Regions from separate parts of the Gossypium hirsutum genome. Here region 2 is linked to region 1. The links are chromatin contacts, called in public Hi-C maps. All regions are on one chromosome and are shown on one strand. The core of a region is the stretch at or near the end of the contact, and the rest is flanking DNA. Distances in the headings are between cores, read along the strand shown. Region 1 has its middle 11 kb from the start of LOC121228221. Region 2 holds the start of LOC107948986 (pentatricopeptide repeat-containing protein At1g73710).

The links. A called contact is a pair of places that touch in the nucleus more often than the background predicts.
Region 2: a contact with region 1 is called in a Hi-C map of leaf, with 5 times the contacts expected there. The contact joins the promoter of LOC107948986 here to the enhancer-like site in region 1. A contact is called at or near these places in 15 of 34 Hi-C or Micro-C datasets (anther, callus, hypocotyl and 2 more).

Annotation. Positions count from the first base shown.
Region 1 is chrA04:82,233,516-82,239,678 of Gossypium_hirsutum_v2.1, forward strand. No RefSeq gene overlaps it. Among protein-coding and RNA genes, the nearest start is that of LOC121228221, 11 kb to the left of the region's middle. Within about 2 kb of position 3,741, at least 3 of the 9 cell types and tissues checked have an H3K27ac peak or open chromatin away from gene starts, as enhancers often do. A contact at or near this core is called in hypocotyl and leaf, where this site is marked.
Region 2 is chrA04:82,285,137-82,291,630 of Gossypium_hirsutum_v2.1, forward strand. LOC107948986 (pentatricopeptide repeat-containing protein At1g73710) reads left to right here and starts at 1,358. Exons shown (of 2, transcript XM_016883676.2): 1 at 1,358-1,635; 2 at 1,738-4,885. The coding sequence starts at 1,566. The coding sequence ends at 4,595.

The DNA.
Region 1 (6,163 bases), core at 2,491-4,990:
AAACCACTGTTCCGATAACATTGAATTTACGCCATTACATTGACATTTAAAAGCAAATATATTTTATTTAATGTGTTATTGTTGTATATGATATTAATTTATTTTAAAAATAAAAATTCTACTGTTTTCAAAGACAAAAGTACATGGCAAATAAGTTTTAATATAAAATAAATTGTTGAAATTATAAGCAGTAAATATATTCACTTTTACTATTATACTAATTAATTGGTTTAGTTATAAATTGTGTTAGTAGTATAAATTACAACTCAACATAAAGTAATAAACAGAATTTTTTTAAAAATATTTAATAATTTAGAAATTTATAATTAATGTAATAACAAATCATTAATGAGAATAAATTTAATTTTAAATAAATAATTTGAAATTCAAAGAATAAATATTTTAATTTATAATTAATCTATAACTCAGGATGCTTCTGTTATATATATAATATGATTTACAACAATGGTTTAAATTTGTGGTGTGTTTATATTATTAAAGGAAATTGTTTTCACTAAAAATAATAAACCCTAGTAATTATATTACCTAAACATGGTTTTTTTTTTTTGCTAAGCCTTAACATGGTTATATATATGGTAGGATGGATAATTAGAGATTTGGGATATTGTAATTTGAATTAGACTTATTCATTAATTGCAACAATCTAAATTAAGATAATTTTCTTGTACGGGTCTTTTTTTAGGCTTTAAAAAATTATTTTATTAACGTGTATGCTTTTATAGTCTAATTTACCGATAAATATTTACAAGATTAGGCCGATTGAATGAAAAGTGATGGGAATTGGTCAATTTTTGAAAAAACGCTTTCAGTTGTAATCTTTTTCAGGTAATATGCAGAACAGTGCTTCTAGCTGGAAGCTCTTTTCCTCCAACAGTCACCTACTTTCAACGGCTATTTAATTAGCCGTTCCCTCCCCCAACGGTAAAAAAAAATCCTATAAACCCTCCCATTTCATTTTTTTTCCAATTCAATCTCAACTCTCTTTCATATTATCAATTCTCTCCCAAATTCCTCTCAAAACCCAATTAAATTCTCTATTTTTTTTTTGCTGTCTCAATTTTATTTATTTAAATTATCCTAACATTTTCCTAAAATATTTTTCTAATACAAAGTATTCATTTTTTTAAAATTATCAATGACAAATTCTGTAATTCGTCATGAGAAGAACCACATTTCTGTCAATACTAAGAAGGCAAAAAAAATTAATAATTAATATTTTATTCCTGCAAAGTAGATAGAGTTTCGATTATGAATCTAATTCAATTTTTCGGGATTCGAATATGCGATTGGTGTAAAAATACAATATTTTTTAATTTTAAATTAAATTATTATTTAACATCTCAAAAAATTATTACAAAATAATTAATTAAAAATCTCAAAAAAACCCTAAACCCTACTTTAAATAAACAAAACCCTAAATCCTAATTTAAATAAACAAAACCCTAACCCCTTAAAAACGACGCTGGAAAAATCAAGGGAAAAGAGTTTCTTGCTGGAAGCGCTTTTGCTGAAATATGGCAAAAAGAGCTTTCAGCTGGAAGTATTTTTCTGTGTATCACCTGAAAATGCTTCTAATTGGAAGCGTTTTTCAAAAATTGGCCTATTCCCATCCTTTTTCATTTAATCGGCCTAGTCCCGTAAATATTTTATTTTTTTAACATTTAATGGTAAGTTAGTCGCTTTTATAATTAAATTTAAATTGAAAATGTTTATTATTATTATTAATTAATAACTGAAGTTGAGCTAACCCTAATTGATAAATTTTTTTGTCCATAGTCCAAAGTTTGGAGTAAAAAAGTTACCAAAATTATATATAGATTATATGAAAAAATTACTGAAATATTATTAAATAATTAGAAAGAGACTATAGATCATGTGGTGAAAAAAAGTCCATAAAATAATTTCTCTAACAATGATATGAAAAGTCCGACGAATATTGAATATTTATATAACACAATTATTAATAAATCAGAAATTGAATAATTAAAATATTTTTTATAAGATGGAAAAGCTATGGTACCGTGTTAACTCATATTTGACATTTCATTCTTGGTAAAACAGTGGATCCATATAGGGATAGCTGTATTAAAGCCTCTTTGATGGCAATGGCTTGAGAAGATAAAGATAAAATCAAACCTGTATTTGCCAACTTGGCTGCTCTATTGTAACAAAATTGAGTTTGGAACTTAGCTATACAAGTGTTTATGGATTAAGTAGTCCTTTCGATTTGTTTTAAATCAAATTTAGATTTATAGATTTTAACTTTGATATGTTTTTATTATTTTTTTTAAAAGAATAAAATGAATCATTTGAACAAATAAAATCAAGTTCAGATTTAAGACTAAAATTCGTCTCGACCCATAAACCAGAGGAAAATCAAATTTCCTTTTTCCCCTGCTATGATTCATGCATTAATTCATGGTAAGAAGTCTCATAGATTCAACATCTTGCTTTGCTATTTGCTATCCCTTTCTTGAACTTAGCCAAAAAAAAAAAACATGAAAGTAGTGCTTATCTATTTGAAATTTTCTTAACCCAAACTTTACTTGATTTAAACCAAAATAGTCTAAAATGTTTTACCTAAAATGACTGTTGTTTATGTTTAAGATTGCAAATACTTTGTTATTTAAATTTAATATTTGTTATACATAAGGATTTTAACTGAGGTATTTTGTCAAATCAACCACTTTGATTAAAAAGAAGTTTGTTTGAAAAATGATTTTTTCAATAGAAAACTATTAGGATTATATCAAGATCCATTTTGAGATCTCTTATCATATTTAAGTCTATATACAATAAATAACTCATAACTTCATTACCATCACTCCATGATGTAACCAAATTACATCCTATCCATTCTTAATAAAAAGCCTCCATGATTCTACTACCAATCCCATGTACTAGAACACTTGTCCAAAAAGGTCCACATCAAGCTCCTCCTTATGTAAACTCCCTCCATCACTAAGAAGTCTAAACTCACACTACGTTATTGATGCTCGAGCTCAAATCTTGCCTCAAACTTTCTAAATACTCTCGAATCTCGTTAACTAAGTTTGATATATCATGAAAATCATCTCCAACTTTTAATATCACATATTGTATAAACATATTAAAAGAAAAATGGTAGTTCATTTAAAATTTAAGTTATCATTATTTAATTATAATCTAAAATAGGAAATTTAGCTTATAACTCGAGGTACTCGTCATTTGGTACAAACAAAACAATGTATTTCTGTATTTCATTAAACTTTGAAGATCAAGTTGGGCTTTCTGTACATAAGACTGGAGCTTACTTTCCTCTTAAATCTTTTCAACTTTAAAGCTGCCTTCTTGAATGATGCTTTAATGGGCCTAAAATATGGCCTTCTACAGGTTTACACGCATTCTCACTGCAGCAGACAGTGTCCAATTAATAGCAATACTCAATTTAATCAATCTAATTCAGTTAATTAAATTTGATTTTAATAATTCTATTGATTTTCAAATCATTAATTTGCAACTTTTATATTCCAACCGGCGAAAGCCTCGGAGCATGGCGGACTAAGCAACGGTAGCTAACTGCAGGCAGCTAAGGCTTTTTTTTTTTAAAAAAAAAAGAGAAAGAATAATTGTTTTTGAAGATAGGGAGGAAATGAATTAAAAAAGTAAAGCCTTCTCTTTCAAGCCTTGACCTAGGTCAAAGGACTCGGTTTGAACCCGAACCGGATTGAGCTACCCAACAGGCCACTCCGTCATCTCAACTTGGCCAAGCAAGGTTTTAGCCCAAAAATTGGGCTTGGTATAATTCCTTAGTTTTAAGTTTATTTTACTAGCCAATTTTTATTTTTTAATTGTTGTATTTATGTCATATTAGCTATAGTTATGTGAAATTAATTTTTATATATTCCAAATGTTATATTCTTATGTATATATTATATTTAACCATAGTTTCAATGATATTATTTGCTATATTTATAACGTATAATGGCATGTGAATTAAAGTGATTTAAAAAAAACATTTTCTTAATATTGCATGAATATTTATATGTATTGGGTGTAATTTTATTGATTTTTATATTTATCATAATGCAAACTATCATAATTTTAAAAAATAAACATTTATATTATTTAAAAATTTTTCAACCATGCTTTTTATCTTTTTGTTTTTGTCTAGTTACAGCCACCTTTTTCTTTTGTCCACCAACCTTTTTTTCTTCTTCTTCTTCTTCTCATTTACTCCACGCTTCTTTTCTCTAAAACAATTTACAAATCTATTTTGTAGATATCTTTATTATCTTCACAAGTTGTAATGGACAGACGACGGTGCCTATCATTGTTGAAATACCACCAACCACTAATAGTTTCTTTTAGACAGTGAGTAGCTTTTTGTTGACTTTTTAATCTATTTCTATTTTGAGAATATTTCAGAATAATAAATAATTTCATGAGTCAGTTTAAACTCCTGTTGTCTTAACTTTTAAAAGTTCTTCTTTCTACTCTTATAATTCGTTTTTTAGGCTTTGCTTATGCATGTAGTTTTGCTTTTGTAAGTGATTTTAGCGTTGGTTTTGTCGTCATCCTCTCTATTTTGGTGAATACTTAATTCTTTTGCAGATTTATGGCCGCCGTTTTGGACCACCCGGGGTTGATTTTCTTATTGTATTAAGTGCTTACAATCACTATTGATATGTTGTGCTTGAGTTGTGATAGAACCAATTGTTAACATGCCATAATGTTCTATTGATGCTGAAGCTGAAACTTTTGTTGTGTTGATGGAATTTGTTCTCTAGCGCGTACAACGGGTGTTTGTTGTTTTTCCCCATTGAATTATATGGTCTCATTCATTGAATGAATTAATGAATTTTCCCTATCAATTTTTTTCAATCATAGTATTATTCAAAATGTTACAAATATTATAATAATATTATAATAAATAAATATAAAATACTAAAATTGATACATGTAATCTAATCCATGCATTGTACAAGATAAAAAAATTAGTAAATTTCTTTTCTTTCTTTTTTTCAAACTTTCTTTATGAAAGATGCAATTTACCCGTTTCAAATCCCACATATTCTACAAATAAGTAATATGAAAGCCCCATATTCTTCTCAATATTTGCTGCAAAACTTTCAATTACAAATGGAGGAAACCAGGTAGAGGTAAACAACATTTTCCTTAATCAAACAAATAATTACCTAAAATCTAACATCTACCATGAAATAAAATAATAATGTAAAAAAAAAAAGAAAAAAAGATTGAGTTTAGAATCCATCTTGATATGTATGAAGATAGTCCCCCACCCCACCACCTTTTGTGGTGATGGAGGCTTTACTTGTTCAAGAAGATAAAGGTAAGGTTAAAGTTTGTGAGAATGCCTTTTTTAATCATTTTAATTTGTAGTGGTTGATTAGTAAATAGATAAAATGTAGTCTTCTTTCTGACCCACAAATGCAGTCAGTTGTCAATGTTATTCTGCTATTTTTCTCCATCACTATAATGGAATATCGTTAACTACCTTTGAAGCTTTTTTATTTTTACCCTGGGATCTCAAATATGTAAAATGATCTGTGTAATTATAAAATTATTTTTAAAAATTGGAAATATTGCATTAAATAAAAAAAATATCGAGAAGAGATGAATAAAACAAGTTTTGCTTTAGGGTTTAAATTTCATGAACTAATCTGATATCAATTTAAATAAAATATTATTAGAATAATTTTCAAATATATTTATATTTAATCTTTTGAGTGGGTTGACAACACAAGTAAATTTAAAAATCAATTCGGTTAGAAAAATATTAATATAACCTTTTATATATAAAGATATTTTTGTATATATATATTTTATAAAATTAATAAAAAATTAATCATAATGAAATTTAAACTCACGAGACTCATTTCAACCAATGATTATTTTTAACATAAAGTTATGATAAATATATTTATTACATTACAGATACAATCATAAGTATAATTACACATAATATAACATTAGAATCATTATAATTAAAATAACAAAACATATTGAGTAGATTAAAAAACAAAAACCCATTCATGTGTGAGAATTAAGTAATGTTAATATAAATATATATAATTTATGTGAAGACACAAATATAAGAAGTTAAATATTAAGCTTGTGAATAAACCAAAACTTCATTATT
Region 2 (6,494 bases), core at 108-2,607, 49 kb after region 1:
ATCCCAAAAGCTCCCTCCCTTCAAAACATAAGCCCGAACCCAAGCAATCTAAAGGAGGACCTCTTCGGTAAGACGGGCCTTGATTTTTTGTAGAATGCAAGCCTTATTCCAGTCAACCAAGCTTCTCAATCCTAAGCCACCTTCAGCCTTGAGTAAGCAAATTGACTACCAGCAAATTCTAGCACCAGTAGCTGCAAAATCTTTCCCCTTTCAAAAGAATCTGGTGTAGATTTGATTAATTCTTCTTAGCACAGCTGCAGGCATTAAGAATTGTCTACACCAAAAAGCCTGAATGTTGAAGACTACAGATTTGATAAGCTACAACCGACCAGCATAGCTAAGATGTCAAGTCGCCTAACCATTGACTCTTGCCTGAATTTTCTCCAAAAGAGAATTACAATCATTAATAGACAGCTTCCTAGAAACCCGAGGCACACCCAAATAGCTTACAGGCAACCTTCCCAACTTAAAACCAGTGACCCTTTGCACAATTACTAAATCATCCTCATACCAGCAGCAAAGATCTCAGTCTTAGAAACATTAAGTTGCAAACCAGAAAAATAGTAGAACTCTTGAAGAATGCACCAAATACCAATAACTAAATTAATTGTGCCATTTGCAAGAATAAGATCATCAACAAATGAAAGATGAGTAAGATGAACTCTTAAGACATGTAGGATGAAACTTGAAAACTCCTTGCATCACTGCCATATGCAACAATTTTGAAAGAATACTCATAATGACACCTTATTCCCCTTACACCTCTAAAAAAACACAACAAACCTCCATTAATGTAAATAAAAATATGTGTTGCACTTTTTAGTAATAATAATTTTAAAATTAAATAAAAGGTTGTAAATTTGTTGTAGTTGAGCAAAAGTCAGTGCAAACTAACTTAATTCATACATTCAATTTATCATTTTTTATTAAATTAATTATTTTAAATAATTCGATTTAAAGTAAAATTAAATTGATCAATCATTTGTTAATGAAATATTGATAGACTTAACTTAATTTATACATTTGCTTTTGTAAACTTGTTGAGTGTTGGTTTCGCTTTGGTAACACTAGAGAAAAAAATTTACAAAACCAAAAATCAACCCGAATCAAGATATATAGATAATTTATGTTTGTCAAAAAAAAACAAAACATAATTTATGAAATATAAATTTAAAATTATTTAATATATAATTAATTTTATTTTTTATAGTATAAAAATAAATATTTTATATTTAAAATAATGAAAATAATTTAAAAATAATTTTTAAATATTTATAAAAACATTTTAAAATTTTGTCAAATAATAAATCTGAAAATTAATATAAAAAATTATATAAACAATTAAAAAATTCGACTGAACGGAATCAATACCAACCCTAACACCGACTCTAATGCCTTTGTGGCGAATGCTGACGTGCTAACTCCAAATCCAATTCTCCTTAAATGCTAAAAACCCAATGTCCAGCTGAGCGGAGCACCACCAAAACCCTACCAAATGCACTCACCCTAAAACCCTAAATCCCCACGAAAACCCCACCCAAAGGAAAACCCCCAATACCCACAAAATGATTCGGAGTTACAGTTCAGGAGAATTGAGTCGTGAAAGTTTCCGACCTCACATCTTGGTTTTGCCCAGTAAGTTCCCTCCCCTCCATTTTCCTTGCGTTGCTAGAGCTTTTACCGGGTTTAAATTCAATGACTCAAGATTTTCTAATAACCTAAATTTGCTTGAGCCAGGACTACGTACAAGCGTAAACTTTTATTCCCAGATGCTGAATTCAAGAGGATTTAGGTTTCATCTAGAGTTTAAGCTATACTGTCATTCCAAAACCCTGTTTTTGCCTGCTAGAAGCTCTTGGAGTAATGTCAAAAAGAAGAGGTATGGAGGTGTTTTGCCTTCGATTCTTAGGTCTTTGGATTCCGATAAGAATTTAGATAAAACCCTCGCTTCGGTTTGTGAGAATTTGAGTCCTAAAGAACAGACTGTGGTACTCAAAGAACAGAGTAACTGTGAGAGGCTTATTCATGTTTTTGAGTTTTTCAAATCATTGAAAGATTATGTGCCGAATGTAATTCATTATAATATCGTGCTTCGAGCGCTGGGGAGAGCTCAAAAATGGGATAAGTTGAGGCTTTGTTGGATTGAAATGGCGAAAAACGGTGTCTTGCCTACTAATAATACTTACGGTATGCTTGTTGATGTTTATGGGAAGGCTGGTATGGTGAAAGAAGCTTTGCTCTGGATTAAGCATATGAGACTTAGGGGACTTTACCCTGACGAAGTAACCATGAATACGGTTGTTAGGGTTCTCAAGGATGCTGGGGATTTTGATAGGGCAGATACGTTTTATAAGGATTGGTGCATTGGCAGGGTGGACTTGAATGATATCGAGTTGGATTCGATGATTGTTTTAGACAATGGGTCTGGTTCAGCCATTAGCTTTAAGCAGTTTCTGTCCACTGAGCTATTCAGGACAGGTGGTAGAAGTCCTGTTTCGGGAACTTCAGGTTCACCAGATACAGAAAGTTCTGTGAGAAAGCCACGACTAACGTCTACATACAATACTTTGATTGATTTGTATGGAAAAGCAGGTCGCCTCAAAGATGCGGCGGATGTGTTTGCTGAAATGTTGAAATCCGGTGTGGCAATGGATACGATCACCTTTAACACTATGATCTTTACATGTGGAAGTCATGGTCATTTATTGGAGGCCGAATCCTTGCTTGCTAAGATGGAAGAAAGGGGAATACCTCCTGACACGAAGACTTATAACATCTTTTTGTCTTTGTATGCTGGTGCAGGAAATATTGAAGCAGCCCTGGAATATTATAGGAAAATCAGAAAAGTAGGTCTTTTCCCTGATATTGTAACTCACAGAACTGTTCTTCATATATTGTGCGAGAGGAATATGGTTCAAGAAGCGGAGACTGTGATTGAAGAAATGGAGGAATTTGGTATTGACATTGATGAGCAGTCTCTTCCTGTAATTATAAAGATGTATATTGCTGAAGGACTGCTTGACCGAGCGAAGATGCTTTTTGAAAAGTTCATTTTGGATCATGAGCTTTCATCCAAGACAAGTGCTGCAATTATAGATGCTTATGCTGAAAGGGGGCTTTGGTCTGAAGCTGAGGCTGTATTTTATGGCAAAAGAGATAGTCCGAGGCAGAACAGAAGTGTTCTCGAGTATAATGTCATGGTCAAAGCCTATGGCAAAGCGGAACTTTACGATAAAGCTTATTCTCTCTTCAAGAGCATGAGGAATCATGGGACTTGGCCTGACGAATGCACTTATAATTCCCTAATTCAAATGTTTTCTGGAGGTGATTTAGTGGATCACGCAAGAGACCTCTTAGGTGAAATGCGAGCAGCAGGATTAAAACCAAAGTGTCAAACATATTCCTCTCTTATTGCATGCTATGCCCGTCTTGGCCAGCTTTCTGATGCTGTTGATGTGTACCAAGAAATGATCAGTGCAGGGGTGAAGCCTAACGAAATTGTTTTTGGGTCCTTAATCAATGGATTTGCTGAAACTGGTGGTGTTGAAGAAGCTCTTCAGTATTTTCGCATGATGGAAGAATCTGGTATATCAGCAAACAAGATAGTGCTAACTTCACTGATTAAGGCTTATACCAAGGTCGGGTGTTTGGAAGGAGCAAAACGTGCTTACGAAAAGATTAAGGATCTAGAGGGTGGTCCAGATATTGTTGCATCAAATAGTATGCTTAATCTTTACGCAGATCTAGGGATGGTATCTGAAGCCAGATGTATTTTTGACAATCTGAAAGAAAATGGTGGCGCGGATGGGTTTTCGTTTGCAGCTATGATGTATTTGTACAAAAGCATGGGTATGCTCGACGAAGCGATTGATGTTGCAGATGAGATGAAACAGTCTGGTTTGTTAAGGGACTGTTCTTCATACAATAAGGTGATGGCATGCTATGTCACTAATGGCCAGTTGCGTGGATGTGGTGAATTGTTGCATGAAATGATTAACCGAAAGATTTTACCCGACATGGGATCCTTTAATGTACTATTAACGTCACTCAAGAAGGGAGGCATTCCGATTGAAGCCGTAACACAACTAGAATCATCATACCAGGAAGGGAAACCATATGCAAGACAAGCTGTTATCATTACTGTTTTTTCTTTAGTAGGTTTACATGCTTATGCACTCAAATCTTGTGACGCCATCATAAAAGCGGAAATACCTCTCGAGTCTTTTGTGTACAATGCAATGATATATGCTTACGGGTCATCAGGGCAGATTGACAAGGCTTTGAACATATTCATGAAAATGAAGGATGATGGTCTGGAGCCAGACATTATTACTTACATTAATCTGGTGAGTTGTTATGGGAAAGCTGGTATGTTGGAAGGTGTGAAGAGAATATACAGCCAACTAAAGTACGGAGAGATTGAGCCTAATGAATCCTTGTTTAAGGCTGTCATGGATGCATACAAAGATGCTAACAAGCCAGACCTTGCCGAATTAGTCAACCAAGAGATGAAATTCGCTTTTGAAGGACCAGATTTTTCAGAGTCTGAGGTTGAAGGCGAAAGCGGAAGCGAAGACATTGTTCTTGACCCGTAGAATTCAAATATATATTTACCAAGAGATGAAATTTGTGTTCAAAAAGCAAAGATTATTTGGAGAGCCCAAGGCCGAAGGAAAGAGCACGGTATGTTCTCTAGAATCTTACAATCCAATCTCGTATTCAAATGTATTCAACTGTCTCTGATGGGGTGTATACTGTATAGTGACAGCAACATAAAAAGCTTCCAAGATTTAGTTGTGTAGATAATAGAAGTCAAAAGTGATTGAAGAAGGTAGAATGTAAATAGTGGCTTCAATTTATACCAAAATTAAGCATGTTTTTCTAAGTTGTTCATAATTCTATTGTGGTAGTCTATTTGGGTGTTGAGCTTGGGCCTCCATGAATGCATCAAGTAATAGCTGCTATATTTTTCTCTACTTATATATGCTTGGATGCTGTGGAATATTGTGATTGGCATTCAAAGATGTTTGTACGAAGGAATAAGCAATAGTGGCAGAAATGAATTTTCAGCCATACATGGTCATGGCCCAAGGCGGCCTCAACCCAGCTCAGCTCTTGTGCAGTGTTTTGTGTGTATATACAAAAAATTTTCCTTAAGGTGGCAGAATTTTCGATGAATGTTCAGTTTTATAACATTATCCACTTAGCAACATATTTCACAAAATTTTGAAACAAATCGACTACTATGATATCAAAGAACACAGTGCAAAAACAGCATTTGTTCGATTCCTGCCCTGGAAATCTGACTATTAGATAAGAGTTAAATCACTTTTTGAAACCTGAATTTGATAATTTTTTCCACATTAGAGCTTGACAATTGTTTCTAAATTAATGTTTGAATTTAGGATTTTCAAAGATTAATTTGAAGAAAAACAAAGTTGAGTTCCCAATATGGGAATATTTGCTAAATTTGGGGCCTAATCTGGACCAAGAAAAAGTTTAAATCCCAATATGAAAATAATTATCAAGTTTAGAGCATATCATTTAACCCTAAATAAAATGATAATAACAAAAAAACATGATCATTTCTTAATCCAAATTAAGAACTCGTGTGTATCAAATAATCTGAAAGGTTAAGGATTAATATTGTAAGACTTGATTCAATTACCTCAACAAAGTTTTGTTTTAATCATTTGTTAGGAGTGAGGAAAGGAATGAGCTCATGTCAAAATCAACATGAACACATGTATTGGTGACTATCAACCAAATAGAATACCGGTTAACTGCCATTTAAAGCCAAAATCACATGTGTAGATCATTGAAACCTCATCTTTAATTTATACAAATTTAAATTACTGGTTTTTAAAATATAATCTAAACGAAGTTAGAAATAGAAAATGTCGATCACATTCAACCAATAAATCTCGCCATATAATACTAAAACAAGTAGGTTGTTTATTATTACAAAACATTGTAGAGAAAAGGAAATATCATCAGATAAAATCTAGTTAAACTGATACTGTTTGAAAGCGAATAAATTTCAAATTAATCTGCTCCGAATAGAGTAGAATTTTTTGTTGAAAAGCAGCAACGGGACAATACAAGCTGAATTTTCTATTCTGACCCGCGAGTATCTCCCTCGAGATGCTCTACTATATAAATTACTATTTTATTCTTATATATATAATTAAAGCAAAGTAAAATAGGACATAGATGGGATACATTCAACATCCATGAAAGTAGTAATACTTTTCAATTATATATTTATCATGGAACGAGGCAAATGGTGAGAAAAAGCATTCCAGCTGCCGAGCAATGGTAGAATTGACAATAGAACACCCCCCCTTTCCCCTTGTCATCCTTAATATTTACTTGGGGGTCAGGGACTTAAAAAGATAGTTTAGGAAATGTATTTAAAAAAAAAACAGTTTAGGAAATGTATTTAAAAAATAAAAAACCGCCTGAAGATTACACAATGCATGATCGTAAAACAA